Regions from separate parts of the Urocitellus parryii genome. Here region 2 is linked to region 1. A link is a contact called in public Hi-C data. All regions are on one chromosome and are shown on one strand. The core of a region is the stretch at or near the end of the contact, and the rest is flanking DNA. Distances in the headings are between cores, read along the strand shown. Region 1 holds the start of Pls1 (plastin 1). Region 2 holds the start of U2surp (U2 snRNP associated SURP domain containing).

The links. A called contact is a pair of places that touch in the nucleus more often than the background predicts.
Region 2: a contact with region 1 is called in a Hi-C map of muscle, with 2.5 times the contacts expected there. The contact joins the promoter of U2surp here to the promoter of Pls1 in region 1. A contact is called at or near these places in 2 of 2 Hi-C or Micro-C datasets (liver and muscle).

What each region holds. Positions count from the first base shown.
Region 1 is chr2:105,839,442-105,844,678 of mUroPar1.hap1, reverse strand. It overlaps Pls1 (plastin 1), which reads right to left and starts at 2,159. Exons shown (of 16, transcript XM_026385062.2): 1 at 2,081-2,159.
Region 2 is chr2:106,233,433-106,238,959 of mUroPar1.hap1, reverse strand. U2surp (U2 snRNP associated SURP domain containing) reads right to left here and starts at 1,651. Exons shown (of 28, transcript XM_026384999.2): 1 at 731-1,651. The coding sequence starts at 775.

The sequences.
Region 1 (5,237 bases), core at 910-3,409:
CCTCCTGCCTCAGCCTCCCGCAGTGCTGGGATTACAGGCTGTGCCACCATGCCCCGCCCTGTACATCACTCTTACTCCACTTTGCATTTACAAGTCACATGCTCAGTCCAAGCTCTGGACAGCTGTTCACCATTGTGTTTTTACCTGTCTCTAGCATTCCCCCCAATCTGTAATCTCTTGTCAAAATATGAGAATCATCCTATCTGGCTGGTTTGACTCCATCTCTGTTTGCTACCACTCTAAGGTGGCCTCTCCTGTAAATCAGAATACCCGCATCGAATCCTTCAGAAAACTATGGGTGCTTCATTTTCCTCCCTCCTACAAACAGTGGCTGAGAATATACTCTGTACTTAGCGATGAGTGGGATGTTTAAGTCACGGGCTTTAACCTTCAAGAGTTTACACAGCCTGACAACTTCCTGGTCAGAAAATAAGGATTGTGTACTAAAATATAATTCACAATACCATACACAGTGAGGATTACCAGCAGCACAGATGACAGTGATAAGCACTACAGGGTTCTAAAGGGGCAAACTACTTATGGCTGCAGCAATCAAGGAAGGCTTCCAGGAAGAGGTTACAGCTGAGAAACATCTTGCAACATGGACAGACTTCAACAGGGATGAAGGCAAACAAGCATTCCAGGCCAACGAAGGAGGATAGTTTGGTTTCAAGACCAGCAAATTCGTAGGTGGGGCTTGAGTGACACTTCTTGAAAGGAGTTTATAAGGTACGGCAAGCTAAGTACTAGACACAGCTAGTTTTCTGCTCCAACCAGACTACATGAGAAAGTGGAAAAGAAAGTTTAATAACCTATTCAAATGATGAGAGGAGTTTCAGCAGGGAGAGGTAAAAAGATCCCTGAAATCAGAAAACCTGGTTCTCGGGTCCGGTTTTGCCAACGAGGGACTTGGGTGGCCACAGCAAGTCATCTAACCTCACTGGTCTCAGTTTTCTCATTTGTAAACTGAAGCAGTTGAACTGGCTGACCTCGAAGGCCCCTGCAGACCAAAACTGGACCAACTGTATATAATTTCTGCCATTAAAACATTCATCATGGGGGAAAGTAGGAGGTAAAATATCCCCTTTCTGTTTCTCTTCCTGAACTTTTCTTTTTCCTAAACTACTTCTGAGTGTGTCTCGCACATCACAAAGTTAACTTTACTATAATTTAACTTTACTGTAGAATTTCACTACAGAATTCAATTTAAAGAGAAGCTGATTCCAAGGGAAGAGCAGGATGCAAAAGCACTTGCTTTCTTCCTGACTCCTACACAGGGTTCAGTTTGCCTCCTGCCCTGAAATTGTGCTTAGGGTTCAAAAGGTTCTCTAGGAAATTTGTGCAGCACAGCTTTAGCCTCCTACAAGTGTATCCAGTACGGCAGCCCCAAAGTGAAATATATATCGATAGAAGCCATAAAATGTGACAGGATAAACAAAGGATGAAGTATGAGAACTTCTTTTAATAGTACCAAATGAAGATTTTTTTTTTTTAAAGCTGTAATGTTGAAAGGTAAAGGGGAGGGGATTCTGTAAAGTCAGTACTTTGAAATGCAGCTGAAACTGGAAAAGTTTGACAGTGAAAATCCGCTGAAAACTGACATTTCTCATGCCGCATCCAGAGGCCCCCATGCTCCAGGAAAGACACCAAACCCAGAAAGCACGGATGCAGTTTCATCCTAGCCCTATTGATCCTATGCACCAAAAGGCCAAAGACAAATAAATCAAGTCACAGAATTCAAACGAAAAAGACTGATCCAGAAAGTCTCGCGAACAGCCACCGAAAGTTTAAAACAGAAGACTCAATCAAATGCCTTACTTTATGCAGAGATGCATAGTAACGCACGTCTCATGTATATTGTTTAAATAGTGCAAATACACGGTGTAACACCTGCGGGCACTTCTTGCTGCCCCAAGTGGGCAGAGCGCGTCCGGAGATCCGCTGGCGCCGCACCGCACGGCGGGGAGAGCCTGGCTGGCGAGGATCTCTGACTGCCCCCCGAGGAAGTCAAGCTTTGCTTTTCTTCGGTCGGTCCTGCCTGCCTTTAGGGCCCCGACTCCCGCATTCCCACGCCTGGTACCTGCTGCGATCGTACTGCAGCTCCGGCTGGGGATCCCCGAGCCCCGCAGGTCGACTCTGCAGCTACCTCTGCGCGCCCGCCCCGCTGCTGCGCTCGCCCCCACCGCGCATGCGCGACCGGCTACCCCGGCTCGCAAACTCGGAATCCACTCGCCGGGTTTTGGCTGCAGCTTTCAGGGAGGGGACCTCCAGCTAAGAACCTGGTTCTGGAGGAGGATGAAAGAAGCTGCAGGTGCGGGGAGGGGGAAGGAGCAAGGAGGAGGTGGGTGGGCTCGGCGGCCACGTCATCCCTGCAGACCCCCCCCCACCTTCACCAACCCCAAAGATGACCCTCTACCCCCTCTTAAACTCGAGTGTGAATTGGCATCACCTGGAGGGCTTGTTAAACTAGACCCAGAGTTTCAGGGGGTCTGGAGAGATACTTGGTATTCTAGAATGTTCTCTGGGGAAGCTGCTGCTACTAGTCTGGGTACCACATGTTGAAAGCCACAGGTCAAAAGAAAAGCTATTTGTTATGAAAGAAAAAGTTTTCTTTCCTTTTGAGATTTCACATAACACTTCCTTGTCATATACCAGCCACACCTGTTTGAAATAAATAAATACCTAAAGACTGTCCTCAAACAAAGGTGGGATGTTTCCTCTAGCACGTGAGTCAGGTGAATGGAATGCAGCTTCAAGAGTTCTCACCAATGTTGCCTGCAGCATAATCCCTAGCTCCTGGGCCCCTTAGTGCAGTCCAGGGAACAGAGCTGCTCCCTATCTTGTTGTCCCTCCCCCCTTTTTTTTCTAAATATTTATTTTTTAGTTTGAGGTGTTTTATTTTTATGTGGTGCTGAGTTCGGTCCTCAGCACCCTGCGCATGCCAGGCGAGGGTGGCATGCTACAGCTTGAGCCACATCCCCAACCCATCTTGTTGCCCCTTTAACTCAGAGTCCTGCGTGCCCCCTTTGCACCCAGCACTGTGGGTGATACAGAAGGGGCACCAAAAAACCCTGACATGGTCGTAACAGGGCTGGAGAAGAAAGGAGGAGGTTGAAATTATTTTAAGAACCCAAAAGAAGTGGATGAGCAATTAATTTGGAAGTAGGTGAGCCAGGGAGGGAGAGGATAAGAATTTCTTCTTATCCTCAACTTAGAGAAACATGAAAATTTAGTATTTTTATCTGAGCCTGGATACACAGACGGGTTGAGAATGCAAGGTCTCACAAAACATTTCTTTAAAAGTGCAACACAGATATCCCTAGGGTTATCCAAAATAAATTGAAATATATGCCCAAAGTCTTTGTTCATAGGCAGTTTTTTTTTTTTTCCACAGTAGCCCCAGTCAAGAAGGAACTCAACTGTCCATCAACAAGTGAATGAAAAAACAAATTGTGGTAAACCTATACAATGGAGTATGTTACTCAGCATTGAAAAAGAAGTAACTACTCACACAGGCTTCAACATGGACAAATCTCAAAATCATTTGCTGAGTTGAAAAAGCCAGAGATAAATACATACTTATGATTCTATTTGTATGAAGTGTAACCTATAATGACAAAAATAAGTGATTACCTAGAGCCAGGATGGAGGAAAGGATGCACATTGGTAGGGGGGCTTTGTGGGTGTGGTGGCACATGCCTATAATACCATCCACTCAGGAGACTGAGGTAGGAGGATCACAAGTTCAAGGCCAGACTCAGCAATTTAGCAAGACCTTGTCTCAAAATAAAAAATAAAAAGGGCAGGTGAGGTGGCTCAGTAGCTGAGCATCCCTCTGTTCAACCTTCAGTATCCCCAAAAACCTTTTCAGGTAATGGAAGTTTTCTCTTTATTAATCATAGTGATGCTTTCACTACATACAGAACTGTCAAAGCTAAATTGTAGACTTTAAATACATGGAATTTGTTTTACATAAAGTATTCCTCAATAAAGTTGGAAAGAAAAAAATCAAATATCTTAGGATCTTCATATTTAGTGGAAATATTGACCAAGATAAGTTCATGAGGAAATGCAAACTAAACAAGTGTGACCTGATTGTGAAGGAAGCAAAATAAAGCTGCCCTCCAGAGATAGCTAAAAGTAATCAATATAAAATGTCTGAGGCAGCCATCGAAAAAGTAACCAACCCAAAGATAGGGCTTGTAATGTACGAATGATAAAACTAGAGCGTTTATCAAAAGTATCTTCCAAATCTGAATAGTAAATAGAGTATATCATTGGAAATGCACAAGCAGTACGTTCTTTTTTTAATATTTATTTTTATATATTTATTTTTATGTGGTGCTGAGGATCGAACCCAGGGCCTCAAGCATGCAAGGCAAGTGCTCTACCACTGAACTATAACCCCAGCCCCAACAACCAGCACATTATTTTAAAAAGAAAATTGTTCTCTGCTCGGCTGATTGTATTGCCACCAATAAGGAGCAGGGTTTTCAAATTGTGTTCATAGGAGTCATAGGTTTCTGGAAGATCAAAAACAGGGTTCTGGGGCAGGGACCTCAGGCCAGCCAACGCAACTTATTTACATATTACAAGGTCTTATTTGATAAAAGTGTTCTACTGATAATTCAAAGAGTAATCATTTGAAAATACTTGAAGTAATAGCACCAGGTAGGAAGAATTCACACAGAGGAGATGCAGTCTTGGTGGGCACAAGTACACTGTAGTCATGGTAATAACCCTAGGTTCCAGTCTTTCTAGCTTAGTCCCAATTTTAAGTATTTGTTATGACATGAATCAGATCTAATGATGCATTCCAATTGTTGATAAAAAAAAAACAAGGATGGTTTCCTGGATCTTCTGCAGTTTGTATAAAATACCAATAACAACAATAGCTAAGAGTTCTTGACCTACTGGGTACCTCTCATCATTTTAAGCACTTGTAAGTGTTTTCTCCTTGAAGATCCATGGCAACCCTATGAAATTAGCCTCATTTTATATGTGAGAAAACCAAGATATAAAATATTACTTTTCTCTCAATACAACTCAATAAAGACTAAAGAAATAAAAACTAAAGACAACTAAATAAAAATGTCTCTTATATTAAGACAATCTTTGCTGATTCCATTCTTCTTCCCAAAGATCCATCTGGATTATTAATTTATTTTTATGGGCTCATTCTTGGAGCAGACTCCACTGATCACCACCATCATCATCTTCACCATTAACACTGAGGT
Region 2 (5,527 bases), core at 402-2,901, 390 kb before region 1:
TGGGTATTTTCCAAGTCCACGGAAGTTCTTCCTTCGGTGGAACACACCACACGGAGGGAGGGACCCGGACTCTGCGACCCTCCCGAAAGAGGGTTCATTTTTCACTTCCTCTCCACGGAGGTGAAGGCCACGTGTAGAGCGCAGCGTTAACCTTGGCCACGCAACCCTGCCAAGGGTGGCCGCTCCCGCCTAGCTACTTCCCACCCCGCGTCCCCTCGCTCTCCGTCCTCCCTCCACAAACCTGCCACCCGAGAGCCCACGTACTCCTTGGAGGGCATGGAGGACACCGAAGATGGCCACAGCAGGTAAGACACGAAAGCCAAAGAACCAAGACAAAAAGAAACCGACACCCAAACACCGGGAGGCGATTCCCGCCTCTCCCGGGCGCTAGACCGCGGCCTCGGAGCCCAGCCGACTGGGACACAAGGGCGCGTTTTCAGGACTTCAGGTCTCCTTCTGAATCCCTGACTTCACTCCAGTGCCAAGCAAGGGGCAAGCTACACACGCCACCAGCCCCTGGGCACACCGGTCTCGAGCCGAATCCAGGCTGGGACCGAAGGGGGACATCAGGCCTCTAAACCTGCGCACCACGGTGCGGCGGCGCCCAGGCCTGCTGTTACGACCAGAACGGAGACCCCCACCCCAGCAACCCCTCGCCAGCCGGAAGCGTCCGTAGACCCTGGATGACAGCCATAGACCCACTGACTCATGAAGACCTCTAAGAAATTACCTTTGAACTGGCCTTCTGAGATCCGCCTGGCGTTTTGTCCGCCATCTTGAGCTTTGCCCCTCCTTCGGCGGCGGCAGCAGCACGAGCGAGTCGACCACCGAACGATTGGATCTCAGCGCAGCCCGCCAGCGGCCCGTAAGGCTAAGCAATCCACCGCCGGGATTATGGATTTAGGCCTAGTCGCGCACGTGACTTCCGGTGCCAGTCACTTCCCTGGGCCCGCCTCCTCTATGGGTCTTCTGGCAGTCGCGGTTCCTGAGCCTGTCATTGGGCCTGGGAATTTAAAGCATTTCCTTTTCCTGACTTTCAGGGCCTGCTGATAGTTCAGTCTGTTTTCCCAGAGCCGATTCTTGATAGATGCAGGCCAGTTTTTGTATTTCCTGGGCGGGAAGAGAACCAGCTGCTCGTTAAGAAATGCGCTGGCGGTCTGGGGAGGAGCGTTCCCTTCAATTCAGAAAATGGGTCTGATCGAGAAAAGATACTGTAAGCGCCACCTCGGGAGCTCACCTCCACATAGGAAAGCAATTTTGCAGCTTTCTCAGATGATGAATGTCGAGATAGAGTTGTGTCTGCAAAGCCCAGAAGAGAAGCGTTTGACCCAACCTGAGGGTGATCCGATAGAAACTGGGGCGTGCGCAACTGGAAGCATGCAAAGACGGTGAATGAAAGAAAATCGTTAAATATAGACCGACTTCTAAATCGAGTGTACAGGGGCTGGAGATGTGGCTCAGCGGTAGCGCGCTCGCCTGGCATGCGTGCGACCCGGGTTCGATCCTCAGCACCACATGCCAACAGAGATGTTGTGTCCGCCGAGAACTAAAAGATAAATATTGAAAATTCTCTCTCTATCCTCTCTCACTCTCTCTTTAAAAAAATAAAAATAAAAAAAAATTTTAAAAAAAAAATAAAAAAATAAATCGAGTGTACATGCAATCGTGTGCCGTTTTTTAAATTACATTTCACGCTCCGGTATTGTTTTCATCTTTAATCACATAAATGGGGGAAGCGCCATAAGCTTTTCTACTTGGTACTTTTTTGGGGTTCTTAATCAGGATCTGGATTCAAAGAGGGAAAGCTTGCTTGAGAAGGTCATTGCCTGAACGGAGCCAGGCAAGGAAAGTGGAAAGGGCATACCGGTCAGAGGAGGAGCTGAAGGGAAAGCCTTGTGGCATGAGTCAGGACAGTCCGTGCATTGTGCAATAAGGACTCCTGTCAAGTTTTATTCGACCAGATGTGGGAGGGGCGTGACTGGAGAGGTGGATGGGAGCAAATTCACACAGGGCAGAGGTAACCAGTGTAGTTAAGAGTTGGAATTCTATTCTGAGGATGAAGAGTGTCCATCAACAGTATTAATTTAGAGCTTTGATGTGGTCAAATATTTGTTTTAAAATGTTCTGAGGACTGGGGCTGGAGGAGTGTTCATGACCTTCTGTCCCTAATGCGTTTATTCAAAAATACTTCTGAGCCCTGTTTTGTGTATAAAAGTCTAACCCTGGTGTTATAAGGCTTTCAGAGACAGATAAATAAAGACTGGTCCTTATGTGATGTAAAACTTAGAGAGGAATGGGGGAGACAAGGAAACTACAAACTAACAAACACTATACATAATTTAGTTGATGCTTCAAAGAAGGATCAATAGCCCAAGGAACTCTGAAAGAAGTAGTTAATTCTGAGAGTAGGAATGGGTGAAGAGATGGGGGAGGGTTCACAGAAGAGAAAGCATGTGAGCCATCTCTGAAGAAGTAGAACTTTGTCTTGGGTGATGGGGGAACCCTTAGAACAGGATCTTCTACATGACTGGCCCTCCAGAGAGGTCAATGGTCATATGCACCAGGTACTGAGGAATCAGCAGGCAATCCTCCTGTTTCCTGTGAGGCAATGGAGGTGGAAGAAGAGACAATAAACAAACAAGAAATGATCAGAAAGTGACAATTTCTGTACATGAAATAAAACAGATTGATGCTTTGTACCCTCCAATCTCAGATCCTGCCACACTTTCTCCAGTTCTGAGCTTTTGCCCTCCCTCTCACCCTGGCCTCTAATTAAAGTCTAATCAGTTTTTTTACTCTTCCTGAAGATGCCACTTCCTTCCAGCAGCCTCACAAACCTATCTCCTTGGCAGAGCCTAGGCTAGATTCCCTGCTCTGTTTCCATGGGAACCTGTTCTTTCCCACTTGGGAGCTTATCACACTGGATCTTAGTTGGTTGTTTAGCCTAGGATTAGAAAGTGAAATCATCAGCTGAGTTGGAGGGAACAGGAGTGGGATGGAGTGTGCCTAGTGGTGTTCCTGCAATGCCACAGGCTGACTTTGTCACCATCAAGTGAACATATGCAGCTTTTCAGTCAAATCCCCAAAATCCTACTTTAAAAATATTTTTAACTAAATATTTGCTAGGAAACAGTAAAAACAAAGGAATATAGGCTTTCCTCCCTTTCTCCTTTTTTATATGATAAGCCCCAAATCAAGTCCAACAAATGTGACCAATTAAGTACACTTGAAAAAATCCAAAACCAAATTGCCAGGTGTGGTGGTACCTGTCTATAATCCCAGCAATTCAGGAGGCTGAGGCAGGAGGATCACAAGTTTGAGGCCAGCCTCAACAACTTAGTGAGGCCCTAAGCAATTAGTGAGACCCTGCCTCAAAATAAAAATAATAAAATGGTTGGGAATGTGACTCTGGTTAAGCACCCCTAGGTTCAATCCCTGGTACAAAAACAACAAAATTCAAAACCATGATTTGAAGCAGAGTTATTTATACATTTAAATTATGAAATCTTAGCCCTATCACTCAACTACAAACATGGGATAAAAATAATCCAAAAGGAATTTTACAGAATCAGAAGAATTTAATTATGTTCATAATTATTATTAACAAGGGACCTCACATAAATAGTAAGAACTATACAATCAATTGACCTCAGTTAGCATTACGTTTTTACAATTACACTCAAAGTACACCATTTTTCTCTCTCTGATGCTACTGTATTCCCCACAGCTGCCGTTTGTTTTTTTAAGAGTTTTGCCTAAGCTACTCTGTTCAGCACAACTTTCAAAGTCATCCTAGATACAGTCCATAGAGGTGTTTTGTTTGGCACAGCCAGGGGGATTTTTCTCTTTAAAATTTGAGCTAGCACTTTAAAATTGGAAGGTTTTACATAAAGTTCGCCTTTTGTTGAAATATGGGAAAATTGGGCAACAGTGGGGTACAATCCAGGTTGCTATAGCAAACCTCTGAGGAAGTGGACCGTGCACCCCCGTTGGCCAAGCTCTCACGTGGTGCACAAATTCTTCATACCCCGCCTGCTTGTAGACATTTTGGTCTTCTGCATCTGACACACAGTGTCAGTCTTAGCCAGGGGTGATTATCAGAACAATTAAAAGGCACCATCCAGAACCAACTTACCAACTAGGCCGAACAAAAAGCTCACTCAACTGCCAGAAGTCCACAGTACTTGTGGAGGTCCCCCAGAGTGTTTTCAAGGACAAGTGGAGTGGACAGAGCATTTCACAGTATGGATGGCTGTTGAAACTTCGCACATTGAAAGAGAGGGTTAGGATTTGGATTCCAAAGCTCTACAAGAAATTCAAAAAAGCTCTACAAGAAATTCATCAACGTTCATGGTAGAGCTTTTAGGAAATGATTGGACCAAAAGGACTCTAACGTTATCTGTAACTTGATTGGACTACCAGGTGGTAACTGTAAGTTGGTGGGACATGGTTGGAGGAAGTAGGTCACTGGAATCATGCCCTTGGGGACTATATATCCTGTCCCTGGCTCTCTCACTCTCTTTCCTGGCTGCTATGAGATGAGCAGCTTTTCTCAGTCACACCCTTTCGCCATGATGTTCTGCTTTGCGTCAGGCCCAGTGCAATGAGTTAGCTGACCATGGACTGAAACCTCTGAAACCCTGAGCCGAAATAAACTTTTCCTCCCTTAAGTTGTTCATGTCAGGTATTTTGATCAAAACAATGAAAAACTGACCAACACGGAGACCTTAAAAATGAGTGTTCAAAGCCAAAATTTCCCAAGTTATTCCAACAGACTGCTCTCAACTGATGTCACTTCCCTTCTAGAGAATTTTAAAGCAGTTTCTCCCTGCTCTCTAGGCCTTAGGACAGAGATTGATGAAAGCACAGTCCCACCTATGGCTTCATTTTCTAGTGTATAAAATACAAAGAAAGAAGATAAAGGAAAAGACAGCAGCCAAAGATCAGACTTTTAGCTCCGTTGCTAGGAGAGATCCCAGCTGCTTTTAGGAACAGTCAGGGAACAGTCTTCAAGGGAAGGCCATCTGTGTGGAATTTCCACTCTTCCTGATGAACTTGATCACCTATCCCACGCCCACCCCACATTACTAGTCTTCCAAGTGGGATTTCAGTGGCAACAGCAGCTTCTCCCCTTACCTCCCCTTACCTCACCCCAAAATTACCTTACTCATTTATTGGTTATAAATGGAATTCCTTGGACAACAGCAACAGTGGCATTTTTTTTTAAAACCACAAATGCCTAAGAGGTAAGAGATAGGTAAAAATGGTGTCGAAAAGCACATAATCCAAGAATGGACTGGTGACATGCTGGAAGATGCCATAAATTGCTATTTTAACTATGATCCTGATAGGAAGAATATTTGTGTAGCAATTATTGTATCAACAAGATTAATAAAACTTCAGGTGGTCAAATGGAATATTATGGAAATAGTTGTTTCTAAGGGAGAAAAGGAGTGTGTGTGTGTGTGTGTGTGTGAGAGAGAGAGAGAGAGAGAGAGAGAAAGAGAGAGAGAGAGAGAGAGAAATA